Regions from separate parts of the Mus musculus genome. Here all the other regions are linked to region 4. Evidence: chromatin contacts called from public HiChIP or PLAC-seq and promoter capture Hi-C data. All regions are on one chromosome and are shown on one strand. The core of a region is the stretch at or near the end of the contact, and the rest is flanking DNA. Distances in the headings are between cores, read along the strand shown. Region 1 holds the start of Dchs1 (dachsous cadherin related 1). Region 2 holds the start of Tub (tubby bipartite transcription factor). Region 3 holds the start of Ilk (integrin linked kinase). Region 4 holds the start of Ppfibp2 (PTPRF interacting protein, binding protein 2 (liprin beta 2)). Region 5 holds the start of Dnhd1 (dynein heavy chain domain 1). Region 6 holds the start of Trim3 (tripartite motif-containing 3). Region 7 holds the start of Rpl27a (ribosomal protein L27A).

Region 1 (3,763 bases), core at 887-3,386, 1.8 Mb before region 4:
ATGTGCATGTGGGAAAGCTCAAAGACAGTGCAGTCAAGGAATGTTTGAAGGGATTTCTTCACAAATGAGCTGAGGGGTGGGAGGGTCAAGTAGGAGCAAATTAGGAAATCTAGGGCAAGAGGTCAAGGGGAAAAGGTCATTATCAGGTTAAAGCAGTGGTTCTCAATCTGTGGGTCATGACCCCTGTGAGGGAAGGCCATTGAAAAACACAGGTATTTATATTAGGATTAATAACAGTAGCAAAATACACAGTTATAAAATAGCATTGAAAATGATTTTATGGCCGGTGGTCACCACAGAATGGTATTAAACGATCACAGCATTAGGAAGGTTGAGAACCACTGGGTTAAAGAGTAAAACAGGAGAAAAGGCATCTGGAAGCTATAAAGAGATGGAAGCTATGTTCAGAGTGGAATACAGGTTGGGATGGAAGAGTTCAAACAGAGTAGTCATGGGACAAAAGAGCATACCAGGAGCGAAAGAAACTGAGGAAATTGTGCAGCTGGTGTTTAGGGAGACTCCATGGAGACTTCCATGGTAGCATGTAGGACCAGGGGGGAAAAGCTCACATCCAGCTCTCAGTGTCCAGGAGACAGAAGTTCTGGAGTTCTGGGGATGAAGAGTAACAGTGTGAGTCTTAGAAGCTAAAGGGCTTCTTTAGCAGTAGCAATACCATATAGCTTTCCTTGTAGTATGGATATATGGTCCATGACTGTCTCCTAGAAGTTGTACAAGAGGTTCGGAGGTAAGGACAGTTACAACACAACCTTCTATTAGTTCTGAGTCACCTGTGACTTATGTGAGCAGGCTGAGGAGATACATAAAAATCCCTGTCATGCCCTGCCTGATAGTATTTCCAATTGGCATGTGTTGTTCTGAGAGGTGCTGGCAACACCATTGTCTCCTGTGGTATGAGTTGGCTGTGGCAATGACTCTTCATGTAACATGGCTGGAACATTACTGTTGTATGGACACCACACTGAGAACTTCTTCCACAGGTACATGCTAGCTTGGCAGGCATCTATAGTGGGTGTAAGTTGGTTCTGACAGTTCCTCTTTAGGGGTGTCCAGGCTGTGAGTGTATCTCTTGAGAATGTATGTTGCCTGGGACTCGGTCCCTGTGGGTTGAAGAGGATTATGACTATGTCCCCTATGGGTATTTGAAGAGTTGACATAAGTGACAATATTTTTCTGGCCTATGACCTGTGGCTGTGGGCCCAGCCCATGCACACTGAGTTCATTGTGCCTTTGAGTTCTCTCTCCCCACCCCCTCCACGTGGGACCTAGGCTTGCAGTGACCTCTCTCTGTCCCCTGACCAGGACTCTGATCTAAGCATCCTGGACAGAAACTTGCAGGCTCTGGTACCAGGATGCACTTAGAATACTAGTTTGGGTGACACACTGCCACCTCAGGCTTCCTCCTCTCCCCTCTGCTTCTCTTTACTTCTGCTCCCTCCGTTTCTTTGTCTGTGTCTCTGTGTCTCTGTCACACACCCATCAATACGTTCTGACACATGGCTCCAATAGAGCCAGGTAAAAGGCACCCAGGCACACATCCTCACAAGGACCTGCTTGTCCTGGCACACCCTCATTCTGACCCACACCCCCTCCAAGTGACACGCACATGCACACACAACCGCGCGAGGACACTCACTGACTCACACTCACTGCACACACACTGTCCTGCCCTCACCCACCAACCCCCCGCCCCCCAACCGCACACTCAAGCACCACCACACACTCCCACTCGATGACACCCGCACACAAAGACCCCCCGGCCCTGCCCCCATGCTCACGTTCACGCTCGCCCTCTCCCGCAGGCCCCGGCCCCCCCCTCCCCCATTGTCTCGGCTCAGAACAAAGCCCCCGGCTCCGCCACCGCCGCCGCCGCAGTCGGGGAGGCCGACCGACCCCGCGGGTGCGGCCGGACGGGCCGGTCACTGACCTCGATGCGGTGCGGGCTCCCTCGCCCAGTGTTGGGGCGCAGTCCGGCCGCGGTCAGCCCCCGGGGCAGCGCCCGCCAGTGCGGGGCCTGGGGCCGCGCATCGTCCGCTTTGACTGGCTCGGGCTCACAGTGCCCTCGGCGCGGGCCGCCGTCTGTCTGCGCTCGCTCGACCGTCGGTCGGTCCGTCCGTCTGTCCGCCACCGCCGCAGGGGCGCCGCCTCCTGCACAGCCACCCCGCGGAGGATGCAAGATGCGCCGCCGCGGCCCGAGCCCCCTCCCCTCCCTCCCTCCGCGCGGTAACCCGAGCCCCCGCCCTCCGCCGAGCCCCCGCCCCCGCCCCCACCCGCGCTGCCGCGGTCCCCGCGCCTCCCGCCCGCCCTCCACCCCTCCACTTCCCGGCCCCAGGCCCCAGGCCCGGGCGCCGGATCCCGCCCCAGCGCCGCGCCGTCCCTTCTCCAGGCTACTACCGCGCCAGATCCTTTCGTCCCGTCCCGTCCCCTTCCTCCTCTCCGTTTTTCTTTCTCCATTCTGTACTGGTCTTCGTTCTTCCATCCCTACTCCGCCATGGTCCGCTTCTGCCCCACTGCCCTGTTCTGTCTCACCCCTTCACACCTCTTCTTTACCCACTTCTCCCGGTCTCTCTTCTCGTTGTTCTTTCTGTATCCAGCTTCCCTCCATCAAATGCCCGCTATCTTGCTCTGTCTGTTCGTCCGTCTTCTCTGCACCTTTTCTCCCCACCCCTTTTCCTGGCTCTTTCTTTTGTCCATAACCGCTCTTACTTCACACCTTTCCCTTCCCTTCATCACCCCGTCCTCTCCTCTTTCCTTCCGTCCATCTTAACATCCCCGGTCTTTTCTGCTACTCACTTACTACCCTGTGATCCTATTCCCTTTCCCCCTGTCAGCCCTGGCTTCTCATTCTCTTATTTCCTCGTCCATCCCAAATGTGAATTTAGAGATCGAGAGGTATTAAACCATAGAGTTTAGGGGCTGGTGGTAGTCTGAGAGTGTATTTCCCTAGATAAGTAAAATGAAAAACTGGGTAAGAAGATGACAAAGGTCTTGAGGGACCAATTTGGGAGGAAGGCTTTGTATGTGTGTGTAAAGTCAGTTAAGTGGATGACAGTAAGCAACCTGGAAGCTTTTATACCTTGTCCTTAGGACTGTGATCGATGTGAGGGAAGAAAGGCATTCTAGCAGGTACAAGTGGCACAGAGAAACTGGGAACTTCTAGGAAGAGAGGACAAAGGACCTTAGGGAAAAAGGAGGGAGTATGATCATGGAAGATGGAAAGAGAGGCTGAGATGCTCCATGGTTATCTGGGCTTCAGGCTTGCACTGCCCGGTGGGTGGTGGTGAGCAGGGGTGGGGAAGGGAATGGGCTTGGAAAGATGATGACTTGGGATTTGGGGCTTCTGCCTTTGAAGTGCATGTTGGGTAGGTAGGTCTACATTTGAAGGAGCGGTCTGGGCTGGGCATAAATATTTGGGAGTCATCTGCAAATACCGTATAAGTTTGAATATAGGGTGAGGTTTTTTTGCTTTTTTGTTTTTCCAAAATCATCTCTCAGGAAAGAGGGAGTAACCTTATATTTGAGTCCTTACAACATCTCTCATATTACAGGGTTTGCTCTCATTTACTTTATTTTGAACAACAAACCACTGGATAGGGCAGTATGGTATGGTGACTAAGCTTGTGGACTCTGGAGCCAGACTGCCTGGCTCGGGGTCCAGACTCTGCCGTTTGGAAGTTGTGTGCCTTTGGGAACGTTGGTTAACCTTCTTTTACCTCAGTATTCTCATCTATGAACTGGGTGTAAT
Region 2 (4,175 bases), core at 901-3,400, 1.4 Mb after region 4:
ATGCACTGGCCTACAAATCCTTGGCTTCCCCATAGCATACAGGTTCTTGGTCCTCCCACATCTCATGTACATACATGTTCTTGGGTACACACACACTCATCCATGCACTGGCAGGCTTCCCGGCTCTTCTGAATCCCACATGCTCACATAGCCCATGCAGAAAAAGAAGCCATGGAAAGCATCTCATTTCTGCACCTCACTCTACCTCCAGATCTTGCTCCCTTAGGACAGAGCCAGGAGTGTCTGTTTAATAGATTCAATTACTTCAGGCTCCAGAGACCTTCCAACTTAATTCTGATTGCATTAAGGTGTCAGAGAATTTGGAAAGAAAGGGGAAAAGACAGCCGCAAAGTATTGATGGGGAAGTCTTCCAGACGCTTGTCATCCTACAGAGGTAGATAGCAAATAATTATAACTTTGTCAGAGGTGGAATGGACAACAGGGAGTTTAGGGGTCAGTGCCTCTCATACACCCTTTTTTCAGGTCTTCGGCCTAAAGGACAGCAGCCTCTGGGGGAGTAGCTTTGCTGCTGTCCTCTGGCTTCCAGGGAAGGAGGGACAAACTAGCCCTCTGCTGCTCTGAAGACCAGGCAGCAGCTTTACACTGCACCCTACTCTTGGGAGATTTTCTTGGGAGGTCCAGTATGACAGTAATAGCCCTTAGGAGGTTAATAAATAACCCAAGTGAACAGGGTTTGGGGAGCTAAGATCTCACTCTAGACAGATAAGGATTTAAGAGTAAACACATGCACAGCACATGGACTACTGGGAAGCAGAGGATGGAGACTGTGGACTGGGAGTTAGTATGTGAATGCTGGCTTCACCGAGGACTACCTGTGCAGCCTTGAGCATTGTGCTTGTCTTCTCTGTGCTTCATTTCCTCTGCTGAAAAAAAAATCTATCTATCTATCTATCTATCTATCTATCTATCTATCTATCTATTTATCTATATATATATATATACAGTTCCTAGGCCAGTCGTTAATGAAGTTATTTAAATCTCACCTAACAAAGCCCCAACCCCTGATAGCTCACCAAGCAGTCCATATATCATCATTATTGTATTTGTAGTTTATGGGTCAGACAAGGCTGAGAAGCTGGAATAAGCCCCAGGGGCAGGTTCTGGCTTGGCTCCAGGGCAGTAAGATGAGACCCACCCTAAACATGGGGGTCATTACCACACTCCTCCCAGTGCTGCCAGAATATCTCTCCATGGAGGCTCTACTGCATATCCGGTGCTGCTGAGCCTAAGGTACACTTGAGGAGTGTATAGGGTCTGTGTTCATCAGTAGTCCCTTCCCTGATCCCCATTATGAGGTTCAGGCTGGCCTTCCAGCCTCCTACGTTGCTGGATACCTGGCCTCTCCCTTCTTCCATCTAGCCCTATTATGGATCTTCCATCTTTCCCTCCCCTGCCTGTTATTAAATGTAGGTCCTCTGTACAGCCATCTCAGCAGCATTCAAGGTTAGGAGGATCTTTCTTGAGATTTTGCTGCCCTCCAAAAGGGCTTTGAGAGATGAGAGACCCTGGTTCAACTTCAGCTCCAACACTTCCTTGTTCCTTGCCCTTCGGTCAAGCCATTTCTCAGACTTCATTCCCTGGGAAATAGGGATAAAATATTTGCTTGTCAAAGCTGTTGTGCCCGCTAATGCTCCAACTTTCTAAGGACCTGGAGTGCAACCGTAAACAGAACTCTTCCCTTGGTTGTGGAAACGTGGATGGGAAGCGTAAGGTCCAAAAGAATGACCCAGGCAGAGGAAACACCGTTTACTTAACTAAAGATCAGAAGGTTATGGAGGCAGGCACATGAAATGGGAAGTTGAGAAGGAAACAGGGACTCAGTCAGTACTCAGACCAGAGGCTCCCTGAGTTGAGTCCAGGGTAAATCTGAGATAGTCAAGGACTGAGGGATAGCTGAGGTCCTAGAGGGAGAAACTGAGGCTAGGTGACAGCATCCTTCCGGCAGAGAGTGGGCATCCCGCGCGGTCTGCATCCACCGGCCAGGGTGGGGTCTCCGTCGAGGCGGGGCCAGGGGCGGGGCGGCGGCTGCCACGCAGGGCTCAGCCTGGGGCGCGAGACCCGGCGCCTGCGGTGCGGACTGCCTCTCCCGCCTCAGGCGCGCTCCAGCCCGCGCGCTCCCGGTGCCCCGCGCACTCCCGCCGCCTCTCCCGAGCGCTGCACCGCGCACAGACAACCGTTCTGGGAGCCCGCGGCCGGGGCCCTGGCGTGCAGAGAGGGCCTCGGCGGGGCCCAGCGGTCGGGCCGGGGAGGATGCGGCCCGGGGCGGCCCGAGAGTTGAGCAGGGTCCCCGCGCCAGCCCCGAGCGGTCCCGGCCACCGGAGCCGCAGCCGCCGCCCCGCCCCCGGGAGACATGACTTCCAAGCCGCATTCCGACTGGATTCCTTACAGGTACGCGGGCCCGGCTTCCCCGGCTCCAGGGCATGTTCGGACCCCCATTCCAACGCTGAGGGCGGGGAGGAGGACGGGAGCGCGCAGCCAGGGCACCCACCATCCTCCGAGTCGGGATGCAGCGTCGGTCGGGGCCATCTGGCCTGGAGGCAGGGTACTGCTCCCTCAGTCTCCTTTCCAACACCGGGAGCGCGGGTTGGAGGTGCCGGGCTTTTCCATCCCAACTTTGAGGGCCTCAAAGCCACCTGCCCTTTTCCACCCTTCTCAACACCCAAAGCTTCTTAAAAGATCTCTAGCCTTGTTGAGTCGGGTGGCACATGGAGAAAGGAACTGCTGTGAGCCAGCCGCCCCCTAGGCCCAGCACCCAGGACATGCGTCTGGATAGCTTGTGCGCACACATCCCTGCATCTTCACGCTTGCACACAAACAGAGCATCTGCGCGCTGGGCCAAATATGTCCCTGCTGTTCAGTTCATATCCCCAAAGCATGGATTTGCTGAGATGGTTAGAACCCAGGCCACATGGCAGCTTACATGTACCCATATATCTCAGTAGACCTTAATTTGGGGGCTGCACAGGTGCATACATTCAAATCTGTGCGTATAGGAATACACCGTATTACCTACTCATAAGTACTATTCAGTACCTTTCAGAGATGCTTGTTAGTGGAACTAGCTCACAATTCAGAGAATTGCTCTCACACACGCTCACGTGCACTCAAGAGCATTGACCAACCTCCTGTTCCTGGATACTTGGTTGGGCAGACCTAAGAGAGACTCGGGTTTTCTTGTGTGGGTGGTGGGGGAGGGGTGGTCTCCAGCCTCACACAGGTGCAGGCCTTTCTCCATCCACTACTCAATTCTATTACCAGGGAAAAGAGCTCATTGCCATAGCAGCGCCACATCCGTGGCCACTCATTGGCTCTCTAGTTGCCATGGGCTACCGGGCTGTCTCTAAAGCCTCCTGAAGAGGCATGTGTGTAAAAAGGGAGCTGGACTGCTAAGACCCACTTTTTATTGCTGACCCAGGTGCACATTTGTTGGTTTGCAGAATCAGACACTCAGGACCCACATAGCCCATGAAGGAAAGTGATCCTGACAGAGTCCTTCCAAAGAGTCGGTCCAGACAGAACCCCAATTAGAAACCAGCTCGAACTGCCTGAAGCTTGTTAAAAGCGGGTCTTTCTACCAACAGGCACCTGTCATAGGCCTGGGAATTCAGCGATTTTTTCTCGAGAATAATTATTGCCTCTGAGCTCAGCCTCTGTGGGGGCTTTTTGAGTTATTTTCTGTCTTACCACCAACACACACAGAGACACATGTAGACAGAGAGTCATACACAGGCTCCTGCAGACATGTGAGCCCACACCTCAGTCTCACATGGATAAGGGAGAAACCTCCAATTGGGAACTGGGGCCTGAGTTGTACTAACTCAGAAGACTATGTGCCCTTGACATATATCCAGGATGAGGGTGCAGATAGTGCTGAGGCCATTCTGGTATTTTCTTGACTCATGTGCAGCCTTACAGAGTATCTCTGACCATTTGTCTGCCAGCAGAGGTGGAAGGCAGTGCCTATGGACTGAACAGACAATAGTGCTGTGGAAGTATCTTCAAGGAGATCAGTTGTTGGGTAGTGGCCAGCCACAGGCTACACTGTGACTGTGGCAATAATGCTGTGCTTAGGTTTTGCAAAATGGAAGGCTTGGCTGGTTATGGTTCAAGACTGATTCTACCAGGGACCCAAGGACTAAAGCAACTTGCAAAGC
Region 3 (3,868 bases), core at 726-3,225, 1.9 Mb before region 4:
AGAGAAAGAAAGACCTTTATCATCTATGCAGTCAGTTCACAGCCTCCCCACCCCCATATTCACACATACTGATACCTGTTTGGTCAACACTGTCCAGGGGCTGGGTTAGGTGTAAAGAGGAATATTCCTGGCATTTTCTCTTTCCTTTTTCTTCTCCAGCAGAGACCCCACCAAGAGGAGGAGCTTGTCTGTGGCATTTTCTTCTTATTTCTTTCCCCTCAGAGTCACTGATGGATGGCGCCTGTTTCTGACATTTCCCTTTTCTTTTCTTCCCTACTTCCTTTGAGACGCTGGCAAGTGAGGGCCTTTGGAGGTGTCTCTTCTTCCTTCCTACCTCCTCCTCCTCCTCAGAGTCACTGCCAGGTAGGCTGGGGGTTTGTTGGGAGAGAGATGCTGCTTCCAGAGCCCGTAATGTGGCCAAGAGATGGCGGCGCTTGCGTCCCTGGAGGCAAACAAGGGATGAGAGTGTGTGTGAGAATGGACGAGGCCTGGAGACTAAGAAAGGAGAGATGGGCTTCAGCTACTGGTCGTTCTTCCCATCCAAAGTTAACAAGTTTGCTGTGAAGTCAGCCAAGCCCAGAACATTCAGGCTGCAATCCCACCCTCTGGGAAACTGGAGGGCAGAAAGTGTTCCCATCCTACTTTTCTAAGCGTGTAAAGGATTGCCTGTTGATTTCCTTAGAGGAATGTGATAAGCACACAAACAACAGGACCAAGGCAAGACAGCAGCCATCTTTGCCTCCCACTGACAGCATTCTAGGAGCAGCAGAGGGTTTTTTGTTTGTTTGTTTTTTTTGTTTTGAAACAGGAAGGGCAGTGTCACACATGTCTATTAAAAATGTTCCTAACTGGCCAGCAGTGGTGGTACACACCTTTAATCCCAGCACTTGGGAGGCAGAGGCAAGCGGATTTCTGAGTTCGAGGCCAGACTGGTCTACAGAGTGAGTTCCAGGACAGCCAGGGCTACACAGAGAAACCCTGTCTCGAAAAAAAAAAAAAAAAAAAAAAAAGTTCCTAACTGCAGTAGAGAGAAGCTGCACACAGACAAGCAGAAATGGACTACAGAAATGAGCAGAACATCCTGGGCTAACTGAAGGTCAGGAACACCCCAAGGGGATACTGAAACCCTCATATCTGATGAGGTTCAAAGGAAAAGGCCTGCTTTCCGTGAAGCTGATTTGGGGTTCAAGTCCTGCTGCTTGTCCTCAGCTAGACCCTTACCTTGAGCCTCTTTTGAATAGTAATTCTGATAACCTCCCAGTCACTTGCCTTTACTCTAATATACTTTCTACACTGCCACTAAAAATCCTCTAAAAATCCTTTCAAGACTACGGATTCAGCTCAGTAATAAATGCTTATCTACCACGCTGAAGCCCTGGAATCGATCCTCAGTATATAAAGTGATGCCAGGTGAGAGAAAACTTGGAGAAGCCACTCCACTGCTAAAACAACTCTACTGATTTCTACCCTTAGTGTACAAAAAACTTAAACTTTTCAAGCTCTGCGCTCCACGCTCCACGCTCCGAATCCCGCATTCCTATTTGGACTATCCGGATCTTCAGATCATAACTAACTCCCTCACCACCCCGATCCACGATAGCATTCAGGCTCTCCCTCTAACCAATACGACCCCCGGAGGGTAGGCTTCACCTCCTTCAAACAGCCCAGTGCAGGGCCGCTCACCTTGACTGGCGGGGCAGTCGCCGGCCTAACCTGTGCTGTCGCGGCCCCTAGGCCCACGATGGCTGGGGCCGCCTCCACCCATTCGGGCTCTTCGAACATACCACCCGTAGCCCGCAGGGCCGGAGGAGCCTACGCTCTGGCCCACGTGCAGCGCGCGTCAGGGAATCCTAGGGCTGGAGTCGGACCAAACCGGGCCGGAAGCCACCGAGTGAAATTCTGTGGTAGCTAGAGCGGCCTTCGCGGAGCAGAGCACCATAGAGCGTAGCCGCTGGCGAGCTAGAGAGGCAGTAGGAGGTCGGAAGGGAGGGACCGCGGCCCGCGCTGGCCCGAGCTGGCCGGGGCGGGCCGGGGCGGGGCCGGGCGGCGGGCGCGGCCGGACGGGAGTTCCCCCGGAGAAGGCGCCTGCGGCCCGAGTCCCGGTGAGTGTGGGTAGCTCCGCGCCCTACCCCACGCTGTCTTGCAAACCCGTCTCTGCGATCTCTGCAGCAGTTCTGAGCCGGGGCCGCCGGGCAAGGACCCCTGTCCCCTCCCCCGGGTGTTTGCAGCTTGGGTCCCTTCCCCCACCCCCAAGCCTTGCTCGAGGGCCGGGGCTCAGAGCCGGCTGACACCAACTCGGGAAACTAGCAAAGTCTACCCTACACCCCCAGACCCTCCTGCTCCTCGAGCCAAGGGGTCGTCCGCTGCCCGAAGCCCTTCATAGACAACCACTGTCCCTCTCGCGACGCTCCCCATCCCAGCACTGACACCTCTGTCCTGAGGGAACTCACACAGAGAGTCATTCTCTTGTCTCTGTTCTCCCTCAGTCCCCCGAGGCTTCCCCAGTCCCGGGGTCTCTGTGCCGGGACGCTGCTATGGACGACATTTTCACTCAGTGCCGGGAGGGCAACGCGGTGGCGGTGCGCTTGTGGCTGGACAACACAGAGAACGACCTCAATCAGGGGTGAGCTGAAGCGTTGGCGAGTGAGACGGCTACAAGTCCTCTCTCCGCTACTCGGGGTGCTCATGTCTGGCGGGGGCGGCTGACTTTGCTATCCAGTGTAAGGAGTAGTAGTAGTAAGCAAAGCCTGTTGATGGAGGAACGTCTACACAGAGGAAGCTGTCGGAGTTGGGTTTGTTTTTTTTTTTTTTTTTTTTAAACTAAGTTTCACAATCCGGTTCCCGGGAACTTTGCAGCCTCTATGAACTCATGTCAGAGGCAGACCTGAGTGCCAGAAAATTGTCTGGAATTACATGTAGCTGGAGGATGAGTTTCTGCGCCCTAGAGCGTTGGGTAGAAGTGGGAAAGGATATTAGAGGTCTAAAGTTCTGAAGCTTATGTAGTGATGAGAGTACCCATTTGTCAGGCGTCACCCTGGACGCAATTGCCTTAAAGTGATGTTTTGGATACAAGAATTGAGACAGGGTTGGGGTGAGAGCCCTAAAATCATAAGGATGAAGTAATTGAGTTGGTATGGGATGTGAAGGGGTTGTCAAAGATGACCTGGGGTTTAAAAGGAGGTTTGGGTACTTGGATACTTGGCAGTTGCTGAGGTTCCATTATGGACTGGCCACAGTTTTGGTGACACTACAGTGACTTGGAAACGCTTGGCAGGTTGTTAGTCATGCAGATTTAAAGTTCAGGAGGTCGGATTGGGAGACCAAGATGCCACAAATAGCATTTAAATGGTATCTGAAGACTCTATAATGTGGAATGTAGTACCTTAGAAGAGTAGAAAATAAAGGCAGAGGTTGAGAAGCCTGGCTGACAGGGAACAACCATCAGAATAAGAAATAAGAAATGGATTAAGATTAGAGAATGGATGTTTTAATAAAAGAAGAGTGGTTAATTGTAGGCTACTGAGAAGTTAAAGAGCATGGATGAGCATTTAAAAAGTCTCATTTCACTTACATTTAGGATGAATTTGATCTTTTGAATGCTATTGCAGAACAGTAACAGGAAAGTGCATTACAGTGGGTTCCTTCACATAAGGAACCACTTGTGGTTGCTGCTAGAGTCTTTGAATCAGACATAATCTACACGCTAGAGATGGCAGGCTTCTCAGGGAGAAAAGTGAATGGGAGGTGAGGAAACAGATACTATGAACACTTTCTGAAATACTGGCTGATAACAGAAGCAACAAGTGCAGTGTTGAGAGTTTAGTTCGTAGTTTTTGGTTTGCTTTTGGAGACAGGGTGTCATGTAATT
Region 4 (3,830 bases), core at 127-2,626:
TTTTTTTTTTTTTTTCGAGACAGGGTTTTTCTGTGTAGCACTGGCTGTCCTGGAACTCACACTGTAGACCAGGCTGGCCTTGAACTCAAAAATCCACCTGCCTCTGCCTCCCGAGTGCTGGGATCAAAGGCGTGCACCACCACGCCCGGCGTCTGTACTTTTAAAGCTCCTTCCCAAACTGCACAGAAGCTTGAGAAAGCCAAGTTCATAAAACATTTTACAAAATAATTGTATAGTTCTGAGAAAATGCTGCAGTTTCTGGGGGCCTGGGGGAAGAAACTGCCCCCGTGGCCCCAAGCTACCAGTGGGATTTGGAACTGCCCACACTTGAACTTATATGAACTGCGCAGGCTCTGTTTCCAAAAGCCTCTCACCCGCTATTTTAAGGAAGTGAAAGAACCGAAGGGTGTCCTGCTGTGACACAAGTCTGGGGCCCCAATCTTCCTCTACTGGCTTTGCCTTTGCTCTGCTGCTGGCCATGTCCCCGCAGTGCTCACACACCTGTTTGCCACAGTATTTATGATCTTCTGTTCATGTGTGCAAGCCTCTGGTCATACCAGTAATTTTAGACTAATTTTGAAAAAAAAAAAAAAAAAAAAAAGACGAGTCGTGTCTGTCAACACTCCAGGTGTAAGCAACTGGAGTCCAGCTTAGTAGAGACTCCTGCCAGAGTCCCTGTATCCCTGCCATCTGAGGCCCTGGAGATTCTAAGCAGATAAAATGAGCAACCGGCCCTTGGAGGCCCGGGTAGGGCAAGCAGCTGTGGTAAAACCCAGGGCCTTATGCACGCTCGAGGTAGGTGCTGGGATTCGGTCTCCAGGTTTTTTTTGTTTGTTTGTTTTGCATACTTGTACCTGACCTTGCAGGGCACAGGAAGTGTTCTGTCTTCAGCTATTCACAAGACAGAACACCAGAGCTTTAACCACTAGAGGGACCTTCAGGAAAGGCGGGGGGAGCGGCGGCGGAGGTTGAGTTAGACAGATCTAAGAGTGACATGGAACCCAAATTGGGGTTGGTCTGGGCTGATTGGGAATGATACAGGTCTTAGACTACCCTTAATCTCAATGGGGTTACACAAGGCCCGCTGTGTGTGTGTGTGTGTGTGTGTGTGTGTGTGTACGCTTGCGCTTCGGTGCTCCTTTCTGCAATTCTCCGCACGCTTTCCTCGTCCTGCTGACAGATTACAAAAACTCTGGAGACCTGAGCACAGTGGGACACAAGGAAAATGCCTAGGGTCCTTTCTGCGGCCGGAAGAGTGCAAGAGTCCTAGGTGCAAGCAGTGGGCTGGACCCAGAGAGGGGCGTGGTCTCCCGGGAGGGGCGGGGTTTGAGCCAGCACGGGAGCTCTGCCTGGGGGCGGGGCTGACCAGGCAAGTCCCTGTGGAACTGGAACTGTGGCTCTTGGGTCCTCGCGGGCCACTGCGGTGCGGGAGAAGGAGGAGGGGTGGCAGAGGGGCGGTTCCTAGGGGGAAGGTCCCAGCAGCCAGAGAGCCACACTCCGGGACCAGCCTCTCTGGGATCCCCGCCTCCGTCACGTGGGTGCCGAACCGGGTCGGTGCTGGCGGGTCTGCCACTTGGTTGGCAGTTGGTCCTTGGGCCAGTGGCCTGTCACTGGGTTCTCCGCTCTTATGTTGGAAAGTGTGAGGGACACAGGAGCGACCTGCATACCTGAGCCTCCGAGAGAGAAGCTGCACTCTGGCATCCAGGTCAGTGGGTCTCCCTGCCTCGGCTCACCGCTATCCCGGGAACTGAGTACCCCCAGATCCAAGAACTACATGGGTAGTTGGGCGTCTGTGGTCTTTTAGACCTTCGAACGTTTTCAAGACTTGGGGACCCACTTATTTGTCTGGGAGACTGAGAAAAGGGAGCAACTCCCCTGGATTTGCTTGAGTTTTCTACCCGACCTCGCTCTGGATGTGCCACCTGCCCCGCGCTTCTACAGGTGGCAGAGTGGTCCCCAGGATACCGGGGTGTTCCGATATCTCAGAGTTCCGGGCGATTTTGACCCAAGCCTTGAGTCCCGTGAGGGCAGCAGTGGCATCAACTGGAGATACCTAGGTGGGTTTGTTCCATAGACCTTTGGTCCAGAGCGCTTTGGCCAGGAGCAGTTCTGTGCACTAATTGCTAAATGCAACACACTTCCCAAAGGCTCAAGGCAGGATTAGGGTGTGGGGATGCTTCTGTTTTTAAAAGTGGGTCCTCTTCCCTCCTTCCATCCTGACGCCAGACCCATACTTTTCCCTCCGATCAAAATAAGGTTATTATATGTTTAAAAACTAGAACTTCCAAGGTTCCGGTAGGATTCAAATAGGCATTCAGCTCTTTCTTAGAGCACTGAGATATTTGATATAGATCAGTCTTCCTCTTCATATTTTGGTTTTATTTCTGCCTGTGTTCATTTCTCTTGGTCCTTAATTGATTATATTGTAGACTGTAGTGTTTATTAGATTACCGAGTATTTTGTTAAGGTAAATGCTCAACTACAGGAAGGAAGTCAATTACAGACCTAATTAATCTTCAGTCTTAGATTACTATTGGTATACTAAACATGTTATCTGATTAGAAATTATTTCTTTCTTCACCAGCCCGTTTGTATGCATATTTACGTGACTTTGAAGTGGAATATTGTTAAGTCTTTTGTTGTTATTTTCATTTGGGATTTTATTTAAGGCTGATGGTGATGGGAACTGGTGATCTCATTTAGACCCTTGTGAATGCTTAGCTAGGCAAGTGCTCTACCACTGAGCAACAACACTCAGCCCTCACATAATATATTAGTGGTATCACTCTGAGGTTTGATGATGTGCCGATTTTAGTTTATTGCTACTATTGTCTGTGTTTTGGTAACTAAGGCAGATATGCTAAGTGGATGGATAACATAAGAGATACATGTAAGAGATAAAGACAGATGAAGGTTGGAACAAACTTACAGAAATTCTAGGGGTTTGTTTGTTTTTTTTCACCAGAATAAGGAAAATCTGGGTAGGTTTTAAGAAGGATCAATCTATATGAGGGATGTCACAGGAAGATGTTAGCGGTGACCTGGGCCATGGAGAGGTCTATAAGGCAAACTCAGTCTATAAGAAATGGCTACTGGTCCTTCTTGGTTCCTGGCCTGATTGGTAGACAGAACAAAATAACAACAAAACCAATGGTCCCAGCTGGCCCAAGGCCACAGACTTCAATGTATGGGATATTAAGCAGAGACTGACTGTGGTCTGCTGAGCTTATCAAAGTTAGAGTCCTTGAACTTTGACCTGCCCAACCCCCAGCCTGACAGAAATCTAGTAAACATTTGTGGAGAGAAAGGTCAGCTGACATTTTAGAGCCCTGTGCTTCAGACACAAGCTTGAGAATCAAGAGATGATCTTCAAAAGTAGATTTTTGACACTGTGGGTCAGGGGTGAAGTCTGGCATTCTGTATTTCTAACCTATTTCTTTCTTGTTTGTATCAAGTATTAAGAGTGATGTACAAACTCTCCGAAGGCCTCGGAGTTTTGCAAACTCTTCAGGTTAAGTAGGTCCCAGGCATGTTTGGCATTCTCCAGGTGTTTCTAATAACAGCCGGGTGGGATCCACTATTGGACTTGGTAGCGCCTGAAGGACCACAGCTGGAAGGCCAGTTAGGAGACTGGCAGGCCAATTCAGATAATTATGAGGAGAGTGAAGTGTGAGTAGACAAAAGAGACCCTAGAAATACCAGGGCCAGGAAAAGGGAGGTGTCAGCCTTTATACTGGTTAGGCAGAATAAGACTCTAGGAAAAGGAACAGTTCTTGGAGAATTCTAGTTCAATTTTGGATGCACTACTTCGACAATACTGGTCAGCAGCT
Region 5 (4,331 bases), core at 889-3,388, 1.9 Mb before region 4:
CCCAGAACCAGTCTTACCAATTAATATTGTTATCCATTGATACATTTTCCCCATATTTTACAATCATCTATTCATAGTACTTAGCACCAAGGACTGGAGATAGAGTAAGAGGCAATAAGAACAATTAGAATCTCTGCCACTATGGAGTTTGTATGTTTTTGTTTTTGTTGTTGCTGTTATGATTCTGTTTATTATTTTCTTTTTTATTAGATATTTTCATTATTTACATTTCAAATGTTATCCCCTTTCCTGGTTTCTCCTCCAAAAACTCCCTATCCCCTTCCCCCTCTCCCTGCTCACCAATCAATCTACCCACTCCCATCTCCTGGCACTGGCGGACCAAGGGCCTCTCCTCCCATTGATGACCGACAAGGCCATCTGCTACATATGTGGCTGGAGCCATGGTCCCTCCATGTGCACTCTTTGGTTGGTGGTCAGTCCCTGGGAGCTCTGTGGGTAATGGTTGGTTCATATTGTTGTTCCTCCTATGGGGCTGCAAACCTCTTCAGCTTCTTGGGTCCTTTCTCTAGTTCCTCCATTGGGGACCCTGTGCTTAGTCCAGTGGTTGACTGAGAACATCCACCTCTGTATTTGTCAGGCACTGGTAGAGCCTCTCAGGAGACAGCTATATTAGGTTCCTGTCAGCAAGCACTTGTTGGCATCCACAATAATGTCTGGGTTTGATGACTATATGGGATGGATCCCCTGTTGGGTCATTCTCTGCTCCACAGTTTGTCTCTGTAACTCCAGGAGCTTACATTTTTTATCAGGGTAAATGGATAAGCAAATATGAGATAGCAATCAAAGTATGGGGTAAAATTAGTTTGGGGAAAAGAGGGTCTGGACCTGGGAGAGTGCTGACTTCTGGGAAATTAAAGGATTCACTATAAGGGGATGCATGCCTGAGCAGAAACTTGAAATAAAAATTTGAGAACAATGTGGAGAAAAGTGCTCACTCTTGTATACAATCCTTCCACCAGTGAGATGAACCATCAAGGTTATACCTTCTAATCTTTCCCAAACAGCCCCAGCAAGGGACCAAACATTCAGATATATGAACCTATGGGGTCATTCTCATTCAAACCACCACAACCTTTGCAAAAAAAAGATTAGATGTGAAAGTTTTATTTTTGCCTAGGTCAGGGCAAGTGAAGGAGTGACACAGGCAACTTCCAGGTTGTGCCCTTCATAAAGAGGTGTGATTTCTTCTCTTCTTCATCTCACTAGTTGTAATGGGCCTAGGCAGAGGAGGTGATGAACTAACTCTCTTGGATCCTGAAAGCAAAGACTATTTGCTTAGCCTTAGAGAAAGCAGAACACTCTAACCATGGTCCTGGGAATACTCAAGCTTGAATGTGACTCAAGTGAGAGCAAACACTAAACTTCTAGTTGGACACATACATATAATTCTTTCCTTCAGGAGGTTGAGGCAGGGGAGTCATGACTTCAAGGACAGCTTTCATTTCTAGACTGGAGACTAAACCCAGGGCTTTGAGCATATGAGGCAAGTGTTGGACCACTGAGCTATGCCTCTCACCTGTGAGATCTGTATCTCAGACTTAAAACTTGAAATATATGAAATCAAACACCCTACTCCCCCCTCCCCCAAGTCTACTCTTTTTACTGTCTGGCCTATCAAAATTTCCACTGATTAGAATAAAATCTATAACAGAGGTAGGTTGCTTTCTTCCTTTCTCTCTTTCTTTCTTTCTTTCTTTCTTTCTTTCTTTCTTTCTTTCTTTCTTTCTTTCTTTCTTTCTTTCATAACTAAACCACTCACTACTAGATGTGTAGCTTGTTGAGAGAGATACAAGATGTTTGTCTTACTCGGGTTTCTTGTTGGGACTTGAGGTGGGACAGTTGGATATGCTGTCAAGGGAGGGGAGGGAAAAATCAGTGAGCGAGTGAGTCCCTAGGATTACACTTGCTTCCTACGACCACGCCCCTAATGCTGTTAGTGCCCCCAAATCAATCTTGTCATTCAGTCTCCCGCTCAGCCAGATTCTTTTTGGGCCTTTGGGGTGTCAGGTTAAAAGCAGTATGCTAGTGTGGCCTGGGTCCCGGTCCCGCCCCCAGGCCCCTCCCACATGCCTGTTGAACTCTCCTTCTAGCTCCGATTTGAGGCTCGGGCCTCCAGGATTCTGTAACGGTTCTAACAGCTGGGAGCAGGTGGTGCAGCTGAGTCCTCTGCTCTGGCTCTGGGATCTGCTACCCTTGCCCTCAGTGGCTCAGCTCTTCCAGTGCCTAGGGAGGCCCCTCCCACTGGCGCACCGGGAGCTGTCTTCTGCCACGTCTTTCCGCTAGGTGTCCTAAACTGCTTCCCTACCCAGTAGCCGGCTTTGCACTCTGGACCTTCTCAGTCTGTGGTAAAGGCTTCAGGGGACGGGAGCTTTGCTGCCTTTGAGTGACAACCCTTTTGTGTTTCCTTTTCAAGGTGGTTGCCAGCCTCCACTCTGAAGTTTTCCTCATGTGAACACAGTTTTTCCAAAGATTTTGCAAGCGTGTATCGGTCTCTGTGTTAAGTGACTGGAACTGAGTCTAAGTTCATTCACGACAGGGAGCGCTCCGCAATGAAACCTCATTCACAGACCAGTCCCCCTTCCCTTCCCATGCCTTCTACATCCTGCAGGCCAGGTGAGACGAGGCCTTGGAGGGTGGGAAGGAGCTCCTGGGCAGGGAGGGCTCCCTCTTGGACTTGTGCTAGTCCTTGACAGTGAGTGGCTCAGTAAGGGCCCTCTACTGGTCTTCCTATGCTCTGCAACTCTATATCCACCTTGCTGTCCTAACCCTACTGGCACAGCCCAGAGCCAGAACTTCTACATGTCCCTCCCTCCCTCCCCCCCCCCCCCCGCTGGGTCCCACAGGTCAGACCCAGAAGCCAAAAGCCTGGAATTGGCATTTGGACCCCGAGCTGTGGGCAAGATCTGTTCGACAGCAATTGAATACCTGCCTCCACTTTATTCTGGAAGAGAAGAAAAACCCATGGTTTTATACCCTTCAGTCTGGGCTCGTTGGATGTAGCTGCAGCGGACAAGAACACTCTTGGGACTGTCAAATGAAACAGGAGGATCTCAAGGCAGTGGTTGAATCAGAGCAGCGGACACTGCTGAAGCTGCTGCTGTCTGAGCTTCAGTCTCTGTTCTCAGCTGTGATGCAGGATGGCAGTTGTGAAGCTTGGCGCTATCTGCATGCAGTACTGGGCCTGTTGCCTCCATACCGTGAGATGCTAGCTGGTCAACTCGAGTTGCTGCCCTTCCTGGAGCAGCTGTACTGCTGGGCACCCAAGGTCCAAGCCCGGCTAGAGCTGGACCTGCTAGATGCCATAGACAAGGCCTTTCCCCCAGACAGTTCTTTGTTACATAGTTCTTCCCATGTTGACTGTGGTCTATGGATGAAGAGGTTTCATCGAGGGCCTCCATGCTCAGCATGCCCTTTTGTGAAGGCCCAGTGGGACCGGCAACAAAAAAAGGAATTGGCCACGTGGCTCCGACCATTGACACTGCCTGAGCTACAGCACTGTCTGGGCATTGTTGGTGCTGAGGTGGCCCTAGAAGAGACCCCATGGCTGGACAGCCTTAGTCTTTTGCCCTTGGCACTGGCTACAGACATCCCTGTACAGTATGAAAGCAGTGATACTGAGCAGGCAGAAGGCGAACCTGCTGGGAGAAAGTGAGTGGCATGGTTTGGGGCTTTAAGTAGAAGAGATAAAATGAATTAGTTTAGGTGCCTGCAGGGCTACTGGCTTCTTGAGCCAGCTCCTCATGGCTCTTCAGGATTAGCCCACCTCTAAAGTGAGCTGGACTAGGCTGCACCTTTTTCACTTGCAAAAACAAAGCTAATGTCTCAATGCTAATCTATAGGGAAACACTGAAATCAATAGCAGCCATTAGGAAGCCAAAACTTGACCTTGTAGTTTCCAGTCTTCTCAGACGGTGCCAGAAGCTTCTTTGGGGTTCATATTCTTGGTCATTTATATTTGCCAAAACATACTTTGGGGCATATATTGTGCTGGTCCTAGGAACTCTATATGGGGTCTTTGGTTACTCTAGGGAGTGCTTGCCTGGGTGGTCTTCCTCCACAGGTCTATGTGAACTATTCCAGGTCTAAAGCAAAGCACTGCCTCTATGTCAACTTCATGATCTGACAGTAAGGGTGGCCCCTTGAGTAATGATCTATTCCTTCCAGTCCCCCAATCTGGCTTCCAAAATCCTAGGATTTCAGAATGCCTAGAAGATCCCTTCTAGGAGTTCTTTTAGTATAGGAACTTCTTCCTAGCTCTGGCCTGCTTTTCCCTTTTTATGTCACTTGTCTATGATATATTCACTCTCTAG
Region 6 (4,340 bases), core at 1,060-3,559, 2.0 Mb before region 4:
CTTACTCCATTCTAACAAGCTCCAAAGCCTTATGCTGAAAGGCTCCTTTGAACTCAAGACATATACATCTAATTGCCCTTCAAGACATCTTAGCCTGGATGATGAACAGGAATAGTTCCAAACTAAACTCCCTTCCTCCTGACCTTCTCCTCCTGCTCTGCCTCTCCTCTCTATAAAAGATGCAGCCATCCCCGGGCCTCATCAGCCAGAACCCAAGTCATCTCAACTTGGACTTTTCTCTCACCTCCGCATACAAGGTTGATGTAACCTTGATGCAAACAATTTGCTCAAGTTTAAAAAGTCAAGAGATGTATCCATTAGGGCTGGGGTCTCCATGACTCTACACTTGTGCATGCATTCACACACACACATATTGACAATAATAATCAAAGAAAACGAGGCCATCAACTTAAAGGTGAGCATGGGAAGGGTTAGTAGGAGCATAACTGGGAGAGGCTGGAGGGAGGGAAGGGGGGAGGCAAAGTGATGTAATTCCATTTTAATTCAAAACGTATTTCTTTAAGCCATGAAATTTAGGATCTAGTCCTGTCACTAACTCTACCACACAAGATAATATCTAAGCAACTTTTTACCCCATACCCATATTTGTAAAATGGGAGGAAGAGGATGGTCTTGTTTTCAAAAATCAAGGCTCCTTCAGACTGCAATGTGCCATGACTAGATCCTAATACAAACTACTTTGATGATTTGACTGCTAACTTCCATCACATGGTTAGGCATGTTAGAGAGTGCTCACAGGCGACCCCTCCTCTTGCTTTCCAAAATAAATGTTTTCTGAGATTGTCACCTTGGCATTCACTCTCAGGACTCTCCTCTATAGCAATCACATATCTTCTGAACAAAGGCGATACTATCCCACCTATGGTTCTTTTTTTTCTCAAGTTCCATGAGCAGAAATGCCACTGTCCCCTAAGCAGTTGAGCTGGTAACTACCATATAGAAAGTACTCAATAGATGCTGGTGACAGAAGAGTTATGTTTAAACTCTGCAGGTTCCTCTCAGCAAAGAGAAGCAAAATCAAAAGCAGAGACAAGACAAAGGAACAAAATTCCAAGGAGAGAGACCTCTATAACACAAGGTAGCTTCCCACAGTCTAAGCAGTTAAGAGGTAATATCACTGGAGGCATCCAAGCCGAGAGAGGCAGGGCACCTGTCAGGCCTGCCGCTCACATTCCCATTCTGCAGCAAACCAGACCCCTGCCTAGGAGATAGGCACTGATACGCTGCACAGTATGTCTGGAGACCTGGATAATCACTGCATCCACCCTGGAATCTCAGATCTTCCCTCTGGAGCAAGTCCTGGGTTTTAGCGGTCCGCATAGGACTCCCACACCAGGAACATGCACAGGGCCTGCCTTTTTTTTTTTTTTTTTTTTTTTTTTTGAAGTCAGAATGACCTCCCTGGGGTGCAGCCTGCCCTTCCAACCTGCAACCATCTGTCCCTGCAGATTTGTGGCCCAGGTTCTGAAACCAAGTGCAGGGGGAAGGAGGTGGAAACCAGGGAGGGGACAGGAGTCCTCCAGTCAGGGCCCAGGCTAAGGGAGAACTAGAGGGGTCCTTTCCTACAAGACACAGCCTCTGCAGGAAGCTTCCTGTCCAGCAAGCAGTGCCCGCAGTGGAGGAAGGATGTCCTCCATCCTGGCTGGTGGGCTTCTTGGTGCCTAAGGAGGACGGAGAAGGGAGCAGGGGTGGAGGAGTCTGCACTCAGGAGAAAGGAACCCTTTGGACGAGCGGGGCCACAAGATTCCAGAGTGCCAATCAGCAACCCCACCCACCCACCCCCAACACCATCGGCCGCAGCTTTCGGTACCCTCCGCCAACACAGAGACTCCCAAAACCCGCGCTCCTAAAATGAACCATCACCCATCCACCCGCGCCTCCCCCCACCACACAGCCCGCAAACACGGACCTCACGTGAGCAGCCACAGCCCAAAGAATCCCCCGCTGCTCTCACAGACACGGACACGCCTCACGTGGACAGAGACAGGAACAGCTTTTGAAAAGCATCCGCGCCCCCACCCAAAGACGCTCGGACCCACACACCGCCGCTAGCACCAGGACCCGCACCCCGATACACAGGTGGACCAGACGCACCCTTGGGGCCCGCGCGGCGCACTCACGGCGTGGGAGCAGGATGGGAGGGCAAGGCCCGGACTGCAGCCACTCGGAGCGGCCCGCAGCGCTGCCCCCGCTGCCAGCGCCCGTCCGCCCGGCCCTGCCCGCGGCGCCGCCCCACGTCCCGCGCCTCCGTCTGTCCCCGCGCCGGCGCCGCTGCCGCTGGACCCGTCGCACAGGCCGGAGGGAGGGGCCGGGGCGGGGCTGCGGACCGGTCGGGGGAGGGGGCGACTCCGGAGCCGAAGGCCCGCCCCAACCACGCCCCCACCTCTCAGACCACGCCCGCCAGCCCCTCCGCCCTTGCGGCTCTTGGCTCTCCCTCTGCGGTGCGGTTTGGAGCTGGCAAGCGGATCCCGGATCCTAGATCCTAGATCCGGGATCCTCGCCTGCTGCCTCTGGCTCACGAGGCCTAAGGGCGAGGGTGAGTAGCTGAGGTCTGATAGTGGCACTTGATGCCTTCAAGTAAAAGCAGCTAGAACCAGCTTTAGTACTCCGAGAGTCCGTTCCTGCTGCTTCTGGTCGCTCCTTCCTGGGCTTTCCCGGAGGCTCCTGTGAAATCTGCTAGTTTGGTTTCCACTGAGCAAGAGGGAGGGGGACCACCTGTACCTCAACCCAGAACTCTAGGAGAAGGGGTTTGCAGGCCAAGTGGGAGACTTCTTTTCGGTTTTAGGTTCCTCAGGTGCCGCCTGAGGAAATTTGGTTTAGACCATCCAGCGCGACTCCTTCCTTACACCAAAGACCCAGAGCAATTCTCAGAATCATTGCATTATGGAAAAACAGCCTAGGTACAATACAATAAAAACTGTACATTAACAGGGACTGAGTGTTTATTACGTGCCAGACAGAGCTAATCACTTTACATACATTATCTCATTTAATACGCATAACCGTAATCGGTAGCTGCTTTTATTAGCAGCTTTACAACGGAAGGAGCGGAGCGAGCTTATGTTCCCCAGGCATTAATCCTAATCAGCTAGAAAATGGTGGAGCCATGTTTGGGCTCTGCTTTCAGGTTCTGTCTCCAACCATTTGAAGATTCAATGCCCTTACAACAAAAATCCTCAGTGGCCCATAAAGTAGGGGGCTAATAAGAGAACCAGCACCTCTAATAATCAAGGCAGACAGCTGACTACATAAAGGCTAATTAAAGCCCCAGAAGCCTGGCTGGGGATTGCAGTTATCACTGACAAAGAGTCAAGTCAGAGTGGTGTGCACCCTGTGCTGTGGGAACCTGCTGACTGGGTTGGTCCCCTTTCTCCACCCTCTAGAGGGGACAGAATGCTGAAGAAGTCTGCAGTTGTCTTTGGACCTGTAGTTGACCGCACTCAAGCCCTGTCTAAAGTGCTGCTGGGAGTTTTCTTGTGATTTCTTATACAATTAAGGTTTGACTTCAACAAGAGCAGTGCAGGTTGCAGCAGGTGCGGTGAGAATGCCTTTATCTCTGCGGTAGCTACTCACTGGATGTGAAGGAGCTCAGGCAGGGTTCATGCTTAGAGTGACAAGCAAGGGTCACTAGGCTACCCAATAGTCCAGGAAGTATGTTCTCTACACTTCGCTTCTCCCGTGCTGCCAGACCTCTAAGAGGTTTCTTAGTTCCATTTCTCCAAAGATCAAGTCTGCCTCTTGTCTCTCACCCACTTAATTTTTCATTCTGGACTGAATTCTTATTCAGACTTTATGAGCATTGGCCTTTCTTCCTCAGCTGTTCGCTACTTACTTTTCAGATCTCAGCTTTTAAACTGGCATCGCCATCCCTACCTCAGTCTAAGCTAGATGCCCCTTATCTGGTGCTCCCACTGCATCTTGTATCCTAGCATTTCTCATTGTATTGTAGTTGCCTGGTTACTTGTCTCTATCCCCCACTAGGCCTTAAGCACTGTGAGCAGGGACTGCGTTTTATTCACTGATGTTTCCCCAGGGCCTAACGCAGTGCCTGGCAAATAAAAGCACTCAGTAAACATCGGCTGTATGATTGAATGCATGATGGTTAGCCGGCCCAACCCCCTCTGGACCCTATGCTCTTCAGACACATAGATTGCCTTGGTGCTAACGGGAAGAGAAAAATAAAGCGTTGGCTCTGAAAGTGAGGGGCATCAGGCCTTCGGCAGCTTCTCAAACTTAGCTGCAGCTCTTCTGAATTCATAGGAACTGAATGCAAGATTACTGGGCATTTCTTACCAATCCACCCTCCTCTAGTCCCCCAC
Region 7 (4,009 bases), core at 949-3,448, 1.9 Mb after region 4:
CTAGAAAACCACAGCTGGACAAATTCCCCAAACACTCCCTCTACTCTAGAGATCAAACTGTCACTAAGACTACTGGGTAAGGTTCAGCCAGGTGTCCCGAGGAGAGGATGTAGCTCATCTATAACCAAAGCACTTGGCAAACTATTCAGAAACAGGATTCTAGTTCTGCTCTTTGCCCTGACTTGATACTTGCTCCAGGTCCCATTAAAATTCACTTAATGTTACCCTCTATTCCCAAGGCTCTTCCTAGCTAGCTTTCCTCCATTGATAGATCACGTCCCTAATGGTAATTTCTAAGTAATTTGGCTCATTCCTTGAACATATGGGACAGCAGCAGATCTCTTCTTAAATTTTGATCCCAACTCTCAAACCTCTCTTTCTGCTAGACTTAGGCAGTATATGATTAATGCCTGTGAGATGAAGGAGAGATGAAGATCAGAGTATTGTGAGGTCAAAAGGGAGTGGTCACTGAGACTAAAAACGGGGAATCTGGAGAGGGAAGGGGAAGGCTAGGTCCAGGCTCTGTACCCTACCAACTTTATAACCTAGGACAAGTCACCCAGTTCTGTGTCTTTTGTCTCATGAAAAAATGAAGCTAGATTTTGTAAAGTTCAAGGCGCTCTGAGGATGTTGGGGGTCTTACCATTGTGGCCTGGAGTGCTATTGGAAGTAGTAGAATACTAAGGTAGTTCCTCTATTCTTTAGAGTTCAGAAAGAGTTGGTCATGAGGGTACATGCTTAAAATCTCAGAACATGGGAAGCTAAGACTGGAGGATCAAAAGGTTAAGGTTAGGGAAATCAAGAGTGGTACTGGGATACTAGCAGTGAAGGCATGGGTAGTTCTAATATTTGTCCTTATAACAGAAAATGGTAGTCCTCAGCCCTCAAAGAAAGCTCTCTTTGCAACAGGCAGAAAGAAACTGATATAGAAAGCTATAACCAATCAAAATGCAGAGGTGTGAAGTCCAGTCCCACTGGATAAATCTGTAAAACAACCCCTCCACCTAAGGCGAGGGAAAGACTGTAAGAGCCAGAGATCAGAGGCTTTACTGTGAAATTGTGTGTCCTAGGAGTGTAAGAAGCCACACCCATAGTATCACCAACAGGACTGCCTGAATAGGAGCTGAACAAGGACAGCCATAGATATGCTATTACAGCCCACACGAGAAAGTTCGAGACCATCATGCCTAGCCAATCGATTAGGAGTGTAACTCCAGCAGTCAGGAGGTACAAGGCCAGCCTTGGCTTCAGAGTAAGACCCTGTCTCAAAACAAATACAAGATCTTGAGGAAATGGTGTGGCTAAAGTCAAACTGCCCAGATTGTAATGGACTAAACACCGAGCAAGAAGCTAGCAGACAGACAGGATTTGCCCACTCTGCTTTCTGAGAGTTTTGACTAGAATATTCTTTAGTTTAACGGATCAAGTAAGAAACAATAAAACAGATTAAGGGGTTAGAATCTTGTGCACAAGTGTACCACTTTTGTTAGCAAGCAGGCTACACGCCAGGAACTCATGGATTTAAAAGGAAAACAAGCAAAATTGCCCAGTCCTGAACCCTTAGAGAATCTGGGCTCTATCGGGAAGAAAAATGTAACTTGGCAATTAGAAGTTACAAGTGTGATAGTTCGAGTAAACAAGTAACAAAACAGGTCCAAGAAGGTCGACACGGAAAATACTTGTATGAGGAGCACGCTGGGCTGGGAACCTCGGGTCCAGGGGAGTAAAAGCATACCAGCCAGAGTCTGGAGAAAATTCAAATGTGATGTTTATACAAAATAGTTACAGAATCTAGATCCCTGAAGCACAGAAGGCTGTTCAAATTTGGCAGGACATGAAGAGAGGACCAGAGCAAAAGAGAAGGGCAGTGTCCCTTTAAGGGACGTCAGAGGCCCTGCGGAAGTCTTGCCGATGCTCTGAGCCACCGCCATTGCTGCCCGGAGACAAAAACCAACCGCACCAGAAAAGAACAGTGCACTCCGACGATGACCGGCCGCAGCGGCGCTCGACTAGGGAGGAGCTACCGGGGCTTCCGGGGGCGGGCGCCACCGGTTCACCCCGCCCATCCACACGGAAAGGAAGAGGCGGGCGCCGGGAGCCGTGACGTCAGGAGCCCTTCCCGAAGCCGGCCTCCTGGCCGGAAATGAAGCATTGGTCCCGCCCCCGCGCCTGCTACCTCGCGAGACTTCGTGAGCTCCTCCCTTTTCCCTTTCTGCCACCGCCATGGTAGGTCTTCTCTTGGCCTCCGCTCCATCGCGGAGGGTCGGGGCTCTGCTTCCCAGCCTTTCAGCTGCTTGCTATGGTCCTAGTGGGTCTCCATGGCTGGGCGTAGCCTGCGGGGCGGGATGACCCACTCGGGTGTGGGGCGAGGAACGTGGGGCCGCGTGTTCCGACCAGAGCTGGGATCGCGTGGACGTGCGGGCCCGGGCGGCTGAGCACGCTCTGAGTCCCGGCCTCGGCTTAGCCGGTGCTCCAGAAGGCAAGTCCTCGTGTGCAGGCCTGATCCGGGCAGGCAGGCATTGCTGCCCTCTCCCCGGTCTCCCCATCCTCTAAGCAGGCCTAACCACTTTGCTGTTTTTCCCACGCAGCCATCCAGACTGAGGAAGACCCGGAAACTCCGGGGCCACGTGAGCCACGGCCACGGCCGCATCGGTAAGTGTGCGCCTCCTCGGCGTTTGGCCTTTGGAGTTTTGTTGGAAAGTAGACATCCGTGGGTGGAAGGAAACACTTGCAGTTCCCCTACTTTATGTTGGTAGCGGGGTGAGAGTTAAACACATGCCGCTGGGATGTGAAATGCCGTAAATGTTCCTTCTATCCCCGAGTCTTGATAAATCGGGCTTAGAAACGGATGGTAAACTGAGAGCAGGAATAAGGGCATGTGAGCAGCTATAAGTCACACAAGTTGCTTTGTGTGCCGACAGGTAAGCACCGCAAGCACCCAGGCGGCCGCGGGAATGCTGGAGGCATGCACCACCACAGGATCAACTTTGACAAATAGTGAGTGTTTTGGAAGTGGGGGCTGAAGGGGTGAGTTAGGACGGTGTCTCCCTGGAAACGGGCTTCTTACCATTTGGTATGGCTAGCTTTAGCAAGTAAACGCTGCACTTGAACTGAGGGGACCTGTCCGAGGCTAGAGTCACGCTCAGGTATTGCTTGTTGCCTTAGTGTGCTTAAGTCCTCGAAGAATAACTGCTGACCTTATTCACTGGCTGTGTGGACTTTCTGGCACAGTCAGTCACCAGGTTAGTGACATATGTCAAGTTAACCCATTCAAAGTTACGTTGCACCCTATTTAGGGAATCCTTTAAGGAGTGGGGGTGCTACTGAGTGACCTGACTTTTAGTTCAAAAATTGTATCTGGTGCCTGCTGTGTCAATGTTTACAGTAGTGAACACTTACACTCACTAGGAGACAACTACAAAGATAAGTTTTCTCAGTGAGGCTCTGAAGATGGTTGCCTTCCCTCCCCAGTCACCCAGGTTACTTTGGGAAAGTTGGTATGCGGCATTACCACTTGAAGAGGAACCAGAGCTTCTGCCCAACAGTCAACCTGGATAAACTGTGGACATTGGTCAGCGAGCAGACACGGGTCAATGCGGCAAAAAACAAGACTGGAGTTGCTCCCATCATTGATGTTGTTCGATCAGTGAGTGAACTGACTTGCCATTCGTTTTAAAAGATTTTATGTATATGAGAACACTCTTCAGAGAAAAACAACAGAAAAGGGCATCGGATCCCATTATGTATGGATGGTTGTGAGCTACCATGTGGTTGCTGGGAATTGAACACAGGCTCTCTGGAAGTCCAGTCAGTACTTAGAGCTGAGCCATCTCTCCAGCAGCCTGCCTTGTCACTCTTAATGGGACCTTTAATACACGGTCTTATTTGAAAGCCAAACCTATATATACATTTGGCCATTACCTATTAGAAAATTTTAGTAGAATTGTTGCAGGTGATTGAATTGGTCACATGCTAATAACTCTTCCTCTGCTTGGTTCCCACTTGTTTC

The links. Promoter capture Hi-C pulls out the DNA fragments that hold promoters and counts their contacts. HiChIP or PLAC-seq counts read pairs in DNA pulled down with a chosen protein or histone mark.
Region 1: a contact with region 4 is called in a promoter capture Hi-C map of pre-B cells. The contact joins the promoter of Dchs1 here to the promoter of Ppfibp2 in region 4. A contact is called at or near these places in 5 of 39 promoter capture datasets (cranial neural crest, frontonasal cranial neural crest, liver and 2 more).
Region 2: a promoter capture Hi-C map of stem cell-derived epiblast-like cells shows a contact between it and region 4, with 5 times the contacts expected there. The contact joins the promoter of Tub here to the promoter of Ppfibp2 in region 4. A contact is called at or near these places in 4 of 39 promoter capture datasets (cranial neural crest, frontonasal cranial neural crest, pre-B cells and 1 more).
Region 3: a promoter capture Hi-C map of liver shows a contact between it and region 4, with 7 times the contacts expected there. The contact joins the promoter of Ilk here to the promoter of Ppfibp2 in region 4. A contact is called at or near these places in 6 of 39 promoter capture datasets (liver, neutrophils, pre-B cells and 2 more), 1 of 484 Hi-C or Micro-C datasets (B cells), 2 of 115 datasets of contacts at active chromatin or transcription factors (bone marrow-derived dendritic cells and stem cell-derived neural progenitor cells) and 1 of 9 other capture datasets (liver).
Region 5: a promoter capture Hi-C map of liver shows a contact between it and region 4, with 5 times the contacts expected there. The contact joins the promoter of Dnhd1 here to the promoter of Ppfibp2 in region 4. A contact is called at or near these places in 3 of 39 promoter capture datasets (liver and pre-B cells), 1 of 115 datasets of contacts at active chromatin or transcription factors (bone marrow-derived macrophages) and 2 of 9 other capture datasets (adipose tissue and liver).
Region 6: a promoter capture Hi-C map of pre-B cells shows a contact between it and region 4, with 6 times the contacts expected there. The contact joins the promoter of Trim3 here to the promoter of Ppfibp2 in region 4. A contact is called at or near these places in 3 of 39 promoter capture datasets (cranial neural crest, liver and pre-B cells), 1 of 484 Hi-C or Micro-C datasets (hematopoietic stem and progenitor cells), 2 of 115 datasets of contacts at active chromatin or transcription factors (bone marrow-derived macrophages and embryonic stem cells) and 1 of 9 other capture datasets (adipose tissue).
Region 7: a contact with region 4 is called in an H3K27ac HiChIP or PLAC-seq map of extraembryonic endoderm stem cells, with 9 times the contacts expected there. The contact joins the promoter of Rpl27a here to the promoter of Ppfibp2 in region 4. A contact is called at or near these places in 1 of 39 promoter capture datasets (liver) and 2 of 115 datasets of contacts at active chromatin or transcription factors (embryonic stem cells and extraembryonic endoderm stem cells).

What each region holds. Positions count from the first base shown.
Region 1 is chr7:105,785,414-105,789,176 of GRCm38.p6, forward strand. It overlaps Dchs1 (dachsous cadherin related 1), which reads right to left and starts at 2,137. Exons shown (of 21, transcript NM_001162943.1): 1 at 1,946-2,137.
Region 2 is chr7:109,008,730-109,012,904 of GRCm38.p6, forward strand. Tub (tubby bipartite transcription factor) reads left to right here and starts at 2,151. Exons shown (of 12, transcript NM_021885.4): 1 at 2,151-2,409. The coding sequence starts at 2,372.
Region 3 is chr7:105,734,615-105,738,482 of GRCm38.p6, forward strand. It overlaps Ilk (integrin linked kinase), which reads left to right and starts at 1,976. Exons shown (of 13, transcript NM_001161724.1): 1 at 1,976-2,102; 2 at 2,487-2,623. The coding sequence starts at 2,535. Rrp8 (ribosomal RNA processing 8, methyltransferase, homolog (yeast)) reads right to left here and starts at 1,970. Exons shown (of 7, transcript NM_025897.2): 1 at 1,684-1,970; 2 at 76-442. The coding sequence starts at 1,782.
Region 4 is chr7:107,593,675-107,597,504 of GRCm38.p6, forward strand. It overlaps Ppfibp2 (PTPRF interacting protein, binding protein 2 (liprin beta 2)), which reads left to right and starts at 1,377. Exons shown (of 25, transcript NM_008905.2): 1 at 1,377-1,705.
Region 5 is chr7:105,648,638-105,652,968 of GRCm38.p6, forward strand. It overlaps Dnhd1 (dynein heavy chain domain 1), which reads left to right and starts at 2,139. Exons shown (of 44, transcript NM_001370803.1): 1 at 2,139-2,304; 2 at 2,435-2,634; 3 at 2,865-3,669. The coding sequence starts at 2,571. It also overlaps a transcript of Timm10b not described here.
Region 6 is chr7:105,631,262-105,635,601 of GRCm38.p6, forward strand. It overlaps Trim3 (tripartite motif-containing 3), which reads right to left and starts at 2,310. Exons shown (of 12, transcript NM_001285870.1): 1 at 2,116-2,310. Arfip2 (ADP-ribosylation factor interacting protein 2) reads right to left here. Exons shown (of 8, transcript NM_029802.4): 8 at 2,940-4,340.
Region 7 is chr7:109,516,997-109,521,005 of GRCm38.p6, forward strand. It overlaps Rpl27a (ribosomal protein L27A), which reads left to right and starts at 2,199. Exons shown (of 5, transcript NM_011975.3): 1 at 2,199-2,226; 2 at 2,589-2,652; 3 at 2,922-2,997; 4 at 3,472-3,646. The coding sequence starts at 2,224. It overlaps Snora3 (small nucleolar RNA, H/ACA box 3), which reads left to right and starts at 3,136; the gene lies at 3,136-3,255.